Regions from separate parts of the Mus musculus genome. Here region 2 is linked to region 1. Evidence: chromatin contacts called from public HiChIP or PLAC-seq data. All regions are on one chromosome and are shown on one strand. The core of a region is the stretch at or near the end of the contact, and the rest is flanking DNA. Distances in the headings are between cores, read along the strand shown.

Region 1 (5,872 bases), core at 2,480-4,979:
TTATCATTAAAAGTTATCTTAACTCAAAGAAAATTATTTTACAAAGGCTGGAGAAATGGCTCAGCAGGTAAAAGGGCTTGCAGCTTAAACTGACGACCTCAGCTGATCCCCAGAACCCACATAAAGGTGCTGAGAGAGAGCCACAAAACTGACCGTGACCTCTGAGTGCGCGTGCGCACGTGTGCACACACACACACACACACACACATTCTCTCTCTCTCTCTCTCTCTTTCTCTCATAAATAAGTTAAAGTGACTTTTGAAAGTTATTGACTTTTCCTTCTTGGAAATGGGTACACATTTCTGTGGGCAAGCCTCAGGGAGCCCACATTTGTTGCCTGTCTGTGGGGTTGGTTTCTTCTTTTCTGTGGACCTTAATAATCTACTGTCCATTCATTAACAAAAATTAGGGGAAATATACTTGGTGGTTTTTTGTTTTTGGTGTGTGTGATTTCATTTTTGAACCAGCTATCTCACATATAGCTCTGTCTGGCCTGGAACTTGCTTTGTAAAACAAGCGTAGCTTTGAACTCACAGAGATACGGCTGTCCCTGCCTCCCAGTCCTGGGATTAACAGAACTCACCATCAGCTATTAACTAATGTCCTTGCACTCGGGGCTCTACCTGAAAGTTAATTCATAGGGATTTTCCTAGTTTATCAAAATGTTATACACTTGGTCAAACTCCCTCTCTTTCTGTTTTAATCCTGTTAGGACAGTTATTTCCCAAAGGCTAGCGGAATCCATCACCTTACCCTATAGCATTCCCAATGTGCTGTGCAGTGGACAGCCCCACAGCGGCAGTAATAACCTTTGGGCATCATTCTCCAAGTCTGTAACTAGAACAGTATAGTAGCTTACCTTCTGGGTAGTGTGGGCTTCTGGGCTTCTGAGCAGATCACTTCATGGCCTGAGCTGGCACTGGACTTGTTCTCATCAGCCTCCTAAATGCTGCCATAGCCACTCCTGACTTTCCCAATCGCGCCTTTGATCCCAGTACTCGAGAGGGAGAGGCAGGTGGATCTTCCAGGACAGCCACCAGGGCTACGCACACACACACACGCACACGATTCATTACCTACCCAGAATTTCTACTAGATGAGGAGAAATGCAAGCCAAGACAAGAATCAATAGAGGAGATAGTTAACTGACATATTCCATAAGGGAAAAGCATAGCATATTTCATAGTCATAAAAGTAGGAAAAGGTCACTCTGCGTGTGTGTGTGTGTGTGTGTGTGTGCGCGCTCGTGCACGCGTGTCTGTCTGTCTAGGCAAGGTATCTCTGTAGCCTTGACTATCCTGGAACTTCTGCAGACCTCTAGCTCACAAACCCACCTTCCTTTGCCTTCAGAGTGCTGAGATTAAAGACATGCCTAGCCCCCTCACTTTCTGATATTTTTAGTCAATAATCTAATAAATACATTCTTGAACACCTGCAAGAATAGAAGTGCAAGAAGTCTCGTGTAAAATGGAATGTAAGCTTACCTTTTGGGAAGCTCAATTGGGCAGTATTTAGCAGAATGCATACATGAAAGGGATGAGGTGTGTTTAGCTTTGTTGGAGTGTTCAGAGGCCAGGAGAGAGCACCAAATCCCAGAGCTAGAGTTTCAGGCAGTTGTGGGATGCCTGGCCCAGTATTCGGGTGCTCCCTCCGTTCTGCAGGTTTGTGAGAGCAGGCACTCTTAACCTCCTGGGCCATAGCTCCGCCCCAGGAGGAGTTTCCTTAACAAATAAGGCAAAAGGGACACATCTGCCCAGCTAGCCTGTGCAGTGTACAGATGGGTGAGTGTGCCTGTCTGCTCTGATGATCCATAGGACTTTTGCAGACGAAGTTCACGGTGGTGGGGGTGGGGGTGGGGGGCTTAGTTGGGATGGGCATTAGTTACAATTGTTTGTTCTAGTTGACATTTGTGTCTTGGAACTCATTACTTGGTGCACAGACTTTTTCTTTTCATAAAAAGGAATGCTGTGTACATGTGTATATCATAAAGCATCTAATATCTGGGCATGCTGTTAGCGTGCATGAGTGCAGTGTTCTCCCAGCACGCCAAGTCGCTGAACATCACAACAGACAACTACATACATTTCAGTAAATGTTCTCAGCTGTCTCCTCATGTGATAGCAGCAGTCGACTGCCCAGATCATGGGCATATTTATTACCTCACAGAGAAGTAGCTCAGCAGTTAAGAGGGCTTGCTGCTTTTCCAGAAAATCCGAGTTTGGATCCCAAATAAGAAAGAAGCCCGGTACCCCACAAATGCCTGTAACTCCAGCTCCAGGGGACCAAACCATCTCTTCTGCTCTCTGCAGGCACTGCACACACATGGCACACACAGTATGCACATAAATAAAAAGCTGCTTTATTGTTCATCAATCCCTGCTTGCTGTTTTACAGGCATCTAGACCCCACCACCGTTCTCCTGCCTTCTCACCACAGTTCCTTGCCAGCCAGGCCCCTTCTCACATCTCCCTCAGTTCTCCTGCTTCCTCTACTTAAAAAGGCCTTTTTTTTTTTTTAATCCATTGGTGTTTTGCGTACGTATGTGAGTATGTGTGTGTGCATATTGGATTCCCTGGAAATGCCACGTGGGAACTCAGGTCCTCTATTAGAGTAGTAGCCAGGGCTCTTAACAACTGAACTGTGTCGTGTCTTCCCCCCCCCCCCCGCTCCCAACCCCAAAAGGCCTTTTGATTACATGGTGTCTAGTTTCCTATTCATCCAAAGATACTTCATTTTACCACATAATCAAGGGCACTTTGCCACACAAAGGTTTGAGTCATAGGGGTCAATGTCATATGAACATTTTGGGCGAAGATTTATTGTGCATAGCACACTGCAAAGGTGATATTAATATGGAAATTAAAACCACTAATTGAATATATTGTTAAAGTATCTTCATTCTGTTGGCCTCAGCATCCACCTTCAGAAACAATTAAAAGAAAAGTAAATTAAACTCAAATGATAGGGGAAATTACGCTAAGATTAGAAGTAAAATGTAAACTGAAGGCCGTTAGTGCAAGTACCAACCGAGCTCCCTCGGATGCCATCGTCCGACAGCCCTGTGAGCAGTAACGGTGAAGCAACGAGGGAAAACTCAGTGTGCTTACTTGGCTGCTTTTGGGAGAGCAGAAGTCCTGCCTTTCAGCCGAGTCCGGTAGCTTCTTCTCTCTGTCTTTCCCAGTGATCCATCATCCGTGCGTCGACGTCGTCGGCCTGGTTCTCTGGCCTGATTCTCGAGGCTCATTCATGGCTTCACTGTGTGTGTGGTTGATTTGGTTGGTGGTTTGGGGGGCTTGTTGGTTTTGTTTGGTTTTGGTAAGGTCTTACCTTGTAGCCCTGGTTGTCGTGGAATTTGCTGTGTTGACCAGGCCAGCCTAGAACTTGCAGCCAGCCATCTGCCTCTGCCCCTCGAGTACTGGAATCAAAGGTGCGCACCGTCGCCCCACAGACTCCATTGTAGTTCTCTTCTCTCAGCTTTTCCTTGTTTCCTAGAGAAATTGACAGCTTTTCTTTTCTAGATTCCTATGGGAATTTCTAAAGTGAAAAAACCAAAATGTCAAGGGTGTGTCCGCAGCCAAAAGGAACCCAGTCGAGGCCTGGGAATGTGAGGACGCTGGTATAGTGCCAACTGAAGGGCAGGGGCTGAGAAGAGACCTCATGTGAACAGAAGCCCTATGGGAAGAGGAGGGGGAAGCCCAGGTGTCTAGGGTGGGAACTCCCAGAGAATTCCATTACTGGAACATTCTACTCTGTTTATGTATAAGCCTGTGACAATGCCCTTGGTCCCACCTCAGCCGTGGTAAAGCACATAACACAGTTTTGTGTCACTTGTGTCCTGAGCCCTGGACTCTGTGCACACTGTCTTCAAACTGGAGGATCAGTCACAGAGTCCGCAGTGATTTGAAAGGAAGAGAAGGGGCCTCTTGTAATTCATACTTTCTCCGCTGGCAGCCGTACTCTCTTCATTCTCATTATCAGATTGTGGTGAAAAAGTAAAATCTCTTCACAATCTAAAAAAAATCCCAGAAATACAGAAAAGCAGCAAAAACAGTTTTATCATTGAACAAACGTAAGTGCTGGACCGAGTCCCTCGGGCAGCCTGGACTTGAGAGGGCCAAGTTGCCGAGAACTGCAGCCCTGCCTTCCACTCCAATTCTCGACTGAAAGGCAAGGACAGGCTCGGTGTCCTAGTGCCTCGAGCCCTCTGCTTGCGTCTATGGAAGGAGTGAATATGAATAAAAAATCAGTTTGACGTTGTGGCTCCTTATTTCATCCTGTGCCGATAGCAATTGGCTGGAATTACCGTCAGTGGTAACAGCAGTAGCGGCGGTTGGCTTTTTGCAACAAGCCTTTTCTGTGTAGTCCACCATGGCTTTGAATTCCCTGGGTCCACGCTGGTCTTAAACATGAAATTCTACTACCACAGCTTCCATGTGCCATACCCCTAAACTGTATTTCTTCTGTCTTCAGCCGTCTTGTCATGTTCCAACCTAGTTCATCTGAACTTCTGGAAGGTTCAGCAGCTGTCAGTTGCTTTTATTCTAATGAAAAGCAGAATCTGGGTCTTTATGACAGGCAGGCAGGTAGTTACTAGAGCCAGGCTCCTTCCTGCATGAAGAGTCCCATTGTGACAAGAGAGACGGTGGAGCTATGGAGGCAGCCTCTGGCTCTGAGTTACAGGGTTGATAAAAATACACCTCCCAGGGATGGAGATGTAGCATGGGTTCTCTAGGGCAGTGCAGACACGTGACTGCCTGTAGCTGTAGGCGGAGACTGTTGAGGTTCTAGGACCTGCCAGTCAGTGGCTTGGATAAACCCTGCCGGGCTTGTTGTGGGTGTGAAATTGCAAACCTGTTGGATTTTATAATACTTTGGACTTCCATAGGCTAGTCAAACATTTTATTCTGTTCTTACTTTTTACATTTTGCTTATTTTGTGTGAGTGTGCAACACGCTGTATGTGGCTGTCAGGGCATAGCTTGTGAGAGAATGTGTTCTTCCACCTTGTGGGACCTAAGAATTGAACTCTGGTGTAAACGTAAGTTTTTTTTTTTTTTTTTAAGATTTATTTATATGAGTACACTATAGCTGTCTTCAGACGCACCAGAAGAGGGCGTCAGATCTCATTACAGGTAGTTGTGAGCTACCATGTGTTTGCTGGGAATTGAACTCAGTACCTCTGGAAGAGCAGTCAGTGTTCTTAACTGCTGAGCCATCTCTCCAGGCCCATAAACGTAATTTTTATTAGCCTGATATAATTGTCCTCGCTGAGGCTTACTGCCTCCATTTGCTAACCTAGGCCTAGTCCCGGGAGCTTCTAGCCTCTGTACAATTTTATCCAGATCTAGAGTGGTCCAGCCTCGGACACTTCCTGCTGATAAGCTCACCCTTTCTACTTCTTTTTGATATCTGTTGACTGCTTAAACTCAGCTCTTGTGGCTCAAACTCCTCTGCAAGCTGACTGGTTCAATCTGGCTTCTCTCTCAGCCTCTGACTGAGTTGCTCTGCTTGACCTCATACTAACTTTGGCAATGTGATCTAATCTTCTGGCTCCTTCTCGTTTTCTGGTTTGGTCTGTCTTCACCCTGTCTCTGCACAACTGCCCTGACAAACTGCCTCCTTTCTCCTTTTTGCACCCTCCCTCAGATAGCTTCCCTTTCTTCTCTCATGAGAGTCGGGCAGATCCTATTCTGTCAAATCTTTCTCTGATTCATCACTTGTGTGTGCTGCTCAATTAGACATGGGTGCTTCTTTCTACAAAGTAACTTTCCCTTCATTGTTTGGGTGTATACTAAGGGCATCTGTATTCCAGCCAGAGGGATTAAAGGTGTGTGCTAAGGGCACCACAACTAGAAATAGTGCTTTTCAGTAAC
Region 2 (5,872 bases), core at 1,298-3,797, 190 kb after region 1:
ATTGATGGTTTAGAGCATGGTGCCTAAGCCTCTGCTGCTCAGCCCTTACCCTGAAGCATGCAGGGGCTGGTCTGACTCAGCAAGGGGTTCTAAACCCCAGGGGAAAGGCTGCTCTCCTCCAAGAAGGCTGAGTTCTGGCAGCCAACCACCCAAGAACTTAAATTGCAGAGCCAGCTCTTCCCTGGGCCTGCTTGCCGGTTTTAGATCTGCGAACCTAGCCTGAGCCAACTCCTCAAAATAAGTCCCAGACTCTAATAGACACATCCATTGTTTCTGTTGGTCTGGGTGACCTTGACCAGACAACTGTGCGACTAGAGAGGTCTCTGTGCTATTTTAAGAGTTTAAAAGGCTCCAGAGCTTCCATGTATCCAGTCATAACTCCACTCTGGTTAAATACTAACACGTTAGATCTTCTGTGTTCTCCTGAAATTCCAGCGTTGCTGCAGTTTCTGCTCAGCCTCTCTCCCACTGTTTGGCTAAACAGGAGTGGCAGGCAGTCTGGCTCAGCTGAGGGCCAGCCTTTTGAAGGGTGAACTTTGGGCACTGCCTTTTATCAGCAGTGTGATTTTGAGTAAACCTTCTCATCTCTCTTGAGCATGGACTCCCTGTAAATTAGGATGATGAGTGCACCAAGGAATGAGAGTGGTAGGGGTTTTAGAAGATGTGTATCAAGCATGGTGGTCCATACCAATAATCCCAGCACTTTGGAGATAGAGGTAGAAAGATCAGAAATTCAAGGCCAAGGAGCTGAAGGGGTTTGCAACCCCATAGGAAGAACAGCAATATCAACCAACCAACCCCCCCCCCTCCTAGAGCTCCCAGGGACTAAACTACCAACCAACCAAAGAGTACACATGGATGGACCCATGGCTCCAGCTGCATATGTAGCAGAGGATAGCTTTGACTGGCATCAATGGGAGGAGAAGCCCTTGATCCTGTGAAGGTTCGATGACTCCGTGTAGGGAATGCCAGGGCAGTGAGTTGAGAGTGGGTGGGTGGGGGAGCATCCTCATAGAAGCAGGGGGAGGAGGAATGGGATAGGGGGTTTACCGAGGGGAAACTGGGAAAGGGGATGATAACTTTTGATTTTTTTGGGGGGGGGGCAGGGGGTTTGAGACAGGGTTTCTCTGTATAGCCCTGGCTGTCCTGGAACTCACTTTGTAGACCAGGCTGGCCTCGAACTCAGAAATCCGCCTGCCTCTGCCTCCTGAGTGACTTTTTTTTTTCAATTGGATATTTTATTTATTTACATTCCAAATGTTATCATCCAGCCGGGCTGTGGTGGTGCACACCTTTAATCCCAGCACTTGGGAGGCAGAGGCAGGTGGATTTCTGAGTTCGAGGCCAGCCTGGTCTACAAAGTGAGTTCCAGGACAGCCAGGGCTACACAGAGAAACCCTGTCTTGAAAAACTAAAAAAAAAAAAAGTTCAAGACAAACCTGGGCTACATATACAAATCAAGGCTCTGTCCCCCTTTTATGCATCCCAAAAGAAAAGAAATTTACTCAAAGCCATTTGTTACAGTGCAACAGAGACCAATAATCAGCAGCTTTTAAACCATACTGTTTGCAAAGTGTCGGCATATCAGGCCATCAGTAATGGGAAATAGGTCAGCCTTAATTAACAGATCAATTCCAAGAAATGTATAGTCCAAGTCATAGATAGATTTTAATCTTTGCCTTATCCCCTGATCTACCTACCCCCCCCCCCAAGGTCTAGGCATGTCCTCATGCTCTTAGACACATAACTAAGATGCCACCAGCCACTCAGTCTGGTCCACGAGTACCCCACCCCCTTAAATTGCCCAATCACGGCTCAGAGACCTGCCCTTCCCAATGCCCAGGCTCCTACCACGCCCTGGTTCACGACCCGCCCCTACACCACTAGGATTCTGAGGCTGCCCCAACAACTATCCAACTAACTCCGCCCTTGCTGTCCAATTTGGCCCCGCCCCACCCAGATCACTCACTCTCCTAACCCCGCCTCCTCCTGGCCTAGGCCCCGCCCCGGCCCGGCTGGCCTCAGGGCTACACTCTGGCCCGGTTCGGCCCGCTCCCGGCGCTCCCGCCCACCGCCGCTCTCACCTGGATCTCCTGACAGGCCGAGGCGGCCCTCCGGCCTTCCGCCTGCTTCTCCTCGATCAGCCCCAGCCCCAGCCCGAAGGCCAGGAAGACCGCTCGGCCGCAAGGGCCTGCGCCGCCCCGGGCCCGCACCATGAACTGCCTCTGGATCCGCGCCGCCAGCCCAGCTACCGACTGGCGGAAGAAGCGGTAGCGGTCCGGGAGGGGGAGCCCGACCGGCCGAGGCTGTGCTCCGGGGCTTACGACCTGGCCTGGGCGCTCTCCGCGGCCCCAGGCCGCCGCGGGGCCGGGCTTCCCCCAGCCGAACAGCGGGCCGGGCTTGGGCGCGAAGCGCAGCAGCAGCGCCCGACCCAGCTGCAGGCCTCGGCCCAGTGCCTGTCGCACCGCCATGGTGGCGCGGTGACCGGAGCCAGCTGCCACCGCCACAAACGTCTGGGACAACAACAAACTTCGGGGGCGGCGCCTGTGCGCAAGCGCGGGGGGCGGTCCCCGGCAGTTCTCCTGCGCAGCACGCGGGGGCGCTACCCGCTCATCCCTGCATCCCTTGGTGCAGCTGGTTTGCACTTTGAACCCAGGTCGAGGGGTTGTGAACAACTTCACTGGTCCTGGTTAAGATGAGACGTTGAGCCAGGAAACTAATATTTGTTATCAGTCACCGATCCAGGCCCTTTACACCTGTTAGCTAGTTTGACTGTCCCCCCCATGATATGAGTGCCAATTTTGTAGATAAGCGACTGTGGTGTTTCCAGATTGCTTGCAGGTATTAGAGTTGAGGTTGAAGTTCACACTGCCCTGGCTATCGAGGGAAGACCTTGGCTCTTCTCCCCCACTCCCAAGTGCTCTCATGCTCCTGTACAGACAGGTTGGAGGTTCCGGGGCTTAGATCTTGGAGGGAAATCTTGACCAAAGGCCATAATTTATGCACCAGTGGGTGCAGGAGCTGAGGTCTGAGACTGACTGGGAGACTTAACCAGAAGCCACCCAGATGCTTAATAAATCCCTATGACTTAAACTGCTTGTTACGAATAGCTAGCTGATAATAAGGTTATTAACCCTGTTACTATTTTTACTCATTTTATTTTACTTTATTTGAGACAAGGCCTTGCATAGCCCTGGTTGGCTTGGAATTCTTCCTGTAGACTAGGATGGCCCTCTGGAGTGTGGGGATTACAGGTATATACCACCACATCAGGCTGAATAATCTTTTTGCTTGTCTCTGACTTAAGCATAATTTTGTGTGTGTGTGTGTGTGTGTGTGTGTGTAAAATCACATAATACCAAATACTGGTCATCCAGTGAAATTTTTAATTTTTTTCAAAGCCTATTTTTTTTGGGGGGGGGGGGTGTTGAGACAGGGTTTCTCTGTATAGCCCTGGCTCTCCTGGAGCTCACTCTGTAGACCAGGCTGGCCTCGAACTCAGAAATCCACCTGCCTCTGCCTCCCAAGTGCGGGATTAAAGGCGTGTGCCACCACTGCCCAGCCTTCAAAGCCTATTTTAAATGATGGTTCTTCAATGCTTTAACCTCTCTTTTAACCCACTACCCACCAGAGGTAGTGTTGGGAGCCGCCCCCACATTCGCCGTCACAAGATGGCGCTGACATCCTGTGTTCTAAGTGGTAAACAAATAATCTGCGCATGTGCCAAGGGTATTTTACGACTACTTGTACTCTGCCTTTCCCGTGAACGTCAGCTCGGCCATGGGCTGCAGCCAATCAGGGAGTGATGCGTCCTAGGCGAAATATAACTCTCCTAAAAAGGGGACGGGTTTTCCGCCATTCTCTCTCGCTGGCATCTCTCTGGCTCTGCGCGCCCTGCGCTCTCTCGCTGCCTAAAGATGTAAACAATAGAGCGCGCTCTGCGCTTTGGCGCGCCGGAGCTCTGGCTCCTAAAGATGTAAGAAGGGGCTTTCGCTTTTGGGGCTGGGGGTTTGCGCTCCTAGCTCCTGAAGATGTAAGCAATAAAGTTTTGCCGCAGAAGATTCTGGTCTGTTGTGTTCTTCCTGGCCGGGCGTGAGAACGCTATTAACAAGGTAGTGGGAAAGAAAGGAAGTGGACCTGTTTAGAAAGGTTCTTTGGAGCAACTCCATCTGTGTTGTCTGGAAATCGGCAGTTCAGTTCACAGGAGACAGTGGCAGCTTGATCCACTCGCAAACACTTCACAGATATAGCACAGTCCAGTTCAGTAGAGTCAGGATAGCAAACATGAATCAGCAACGGTGGCACTACCTAGCAGAGACAGCCAGGCCTCAGCCTTGGCACTAGTCAGCAGGAGGGATAGGAGGGGACACCAGAAGTTCTCATCTGTGCCTCTCTCAGAGATGGGAAGACTCAGAGACCACCAAGCATTGCACAGCTAGCTTTATAAGCTAGCTCCGCCTTTGTCCTTGTATGTGAAGTCCTATTTATATTCCCTCCAAACATTACATGCCTGCCACTGCCACGTGTCTTGTCTCAGCACATGTGTCTGTCTCAGCTGACATCACTCCGCCAATCATCCTGAGTCCCAGGAAGCTGCAAGAAACTGCAGCATGGGCCAGAGAGATGGCTCAGTGGTTAAGAGCACTGAGTGCTCTTCCAGAGGTCCCGAGTTCAATTTCCAGCAACCACATGGTGGCTCACAACCATCTGCAGTGGAGTCTGATGCCCTCTTCTGGTGTGTCTGAAGAGAGCAATGATGAATATATAAAATAAATAAGTAAATCTTAATTGAAGAAGAAGGAGAAACTGCAGCACACCATCAGAAGTGTTTTGGTGCATTTCTCTCTGTGGAGTTCCGACAAAGGAGCTCAACTCTGCGATGTAAGGCGGACCAATACATGTGTGTTGTTAGCAACGAGTCCTTCGTCACGTGCACTTTCACATGTTTGCTTTAGCAGAACATCCTTTTATCTGTGTCTGCTTCGGGGGAAAATGTTCCCTCACAAGTCTTTCTTAGCCTTCACCTGTGTCCACTTCAGCAAATGTTTCTTCATTTGTTTGCCCCAGTGAAACAGCATCCAACACAACTGACTTTCCAAAGAACCCTTAAGTTTCTACTTCAATCCAGCTTCAACAATTGTCAGCAAATAGCCATTTTATATTTTCTCCTAAAGTCTCTTATCTTCTGCTCCATTTGTGTGTGTGTGTGTGTGTGTGTGTATGTATGTGTGTCCAATAGAAGATAGAGTTTATTGCAAAGTAAATCATTCTTGGGGTGTAAAAAGAGACAGCTGCCAAATACAGCAGTGACCATGATCTATTATTTTAACTTTTTCAAAACTTGCTATGTAGAGCAGAATGGCCTTCAACCCACAGAGCTACACCTGCATTTTATAAACACTGTAAGGAGTTAAGGCAAGAATAAAAGGATAGATGTTCTCCCATTTACATACTGTACGAAGGCAAGTGAGTGAGACAGATCTCTAGTGTTAAGGGTCATGGCCCTGAGGTCCCTTGGGTAGGCAGCTACCAGAGGAATGTGAAGGGACTTCTGGATGCTCGTGACCTCATTCATGATCTATATGTTTACGTGATAAAAAATTCATTTTACTCACCAGGCAGCGTTGTGGATTGCCCTCGTTTTGTTTGTATTTTGATGCTAATTCTGCTTCCCAGAGAGGGGCGGCCTGGGATGAGGAGTGAATCACATACTCACGTGACTTCACATGACCCTTCTCCCATACTAACTTGTAAAATAAAGGCTAGAGCTGATGATTGAACAGGGGAAGGGAAGGTGGAGCTGAAAAGTTTTGGAGAGAACGAGAGGAGGAGGTGGAAGGAAAATGGAGCAAAAAGCACTTGGCCTGTAGAA

The links. HiChIP or PLAC-seq counts read pairs in DNA pulled down with a chosen protein or histone mark.
Region 2: a contact with region 1 is called in an H3K4me3 HiChIP or PLAC-seq map of bone marrow-derived macrophages, with 3 times the contacts expected there. The contact joins the promoter of Pink1 here to the promoter of 1700095J12Rik in region 1. A contact is called at or near these places in 1 of 15 datasets of contacts at CTCF or cohesin (pro-B cells), 2 of 115 datasets of contacts at active chromatin or transcription factors (bone marrow-derived macrophages and effector CD8 T cells) and 1 of 9 other capture datasets (pancreatic islet).

What each region holds. Positions count from the first base shown.
Region 1 is chr4:138,134,789-138,140,660 of GRCm38.p6, forward strand. It overlaps 1700095J12Rik (RIKEN cDNA 1700095J12 gene), which reads right to left and starts at 3,730. Exons shown (of 2, transcript NR_126429.1): 1 at 3,108-3,730; 2 at 2,792-2,920. The region is part of intron 12 of Eif4g3 (eukaryotic translation initiation factor 4 gamma, 3); the gene reads left to right.
Region 2 is chr4:138,323,749-138,329,620 of GRCm38.p6, forward strand. It overlaps Pink1 (PTEN induced putative kinase 1), which reads right to left and starts at 2,548. Exons shown (of 8, transcript NM_026880.2): 1 at 2,085-2,548. The coding sequence starts at 2,471.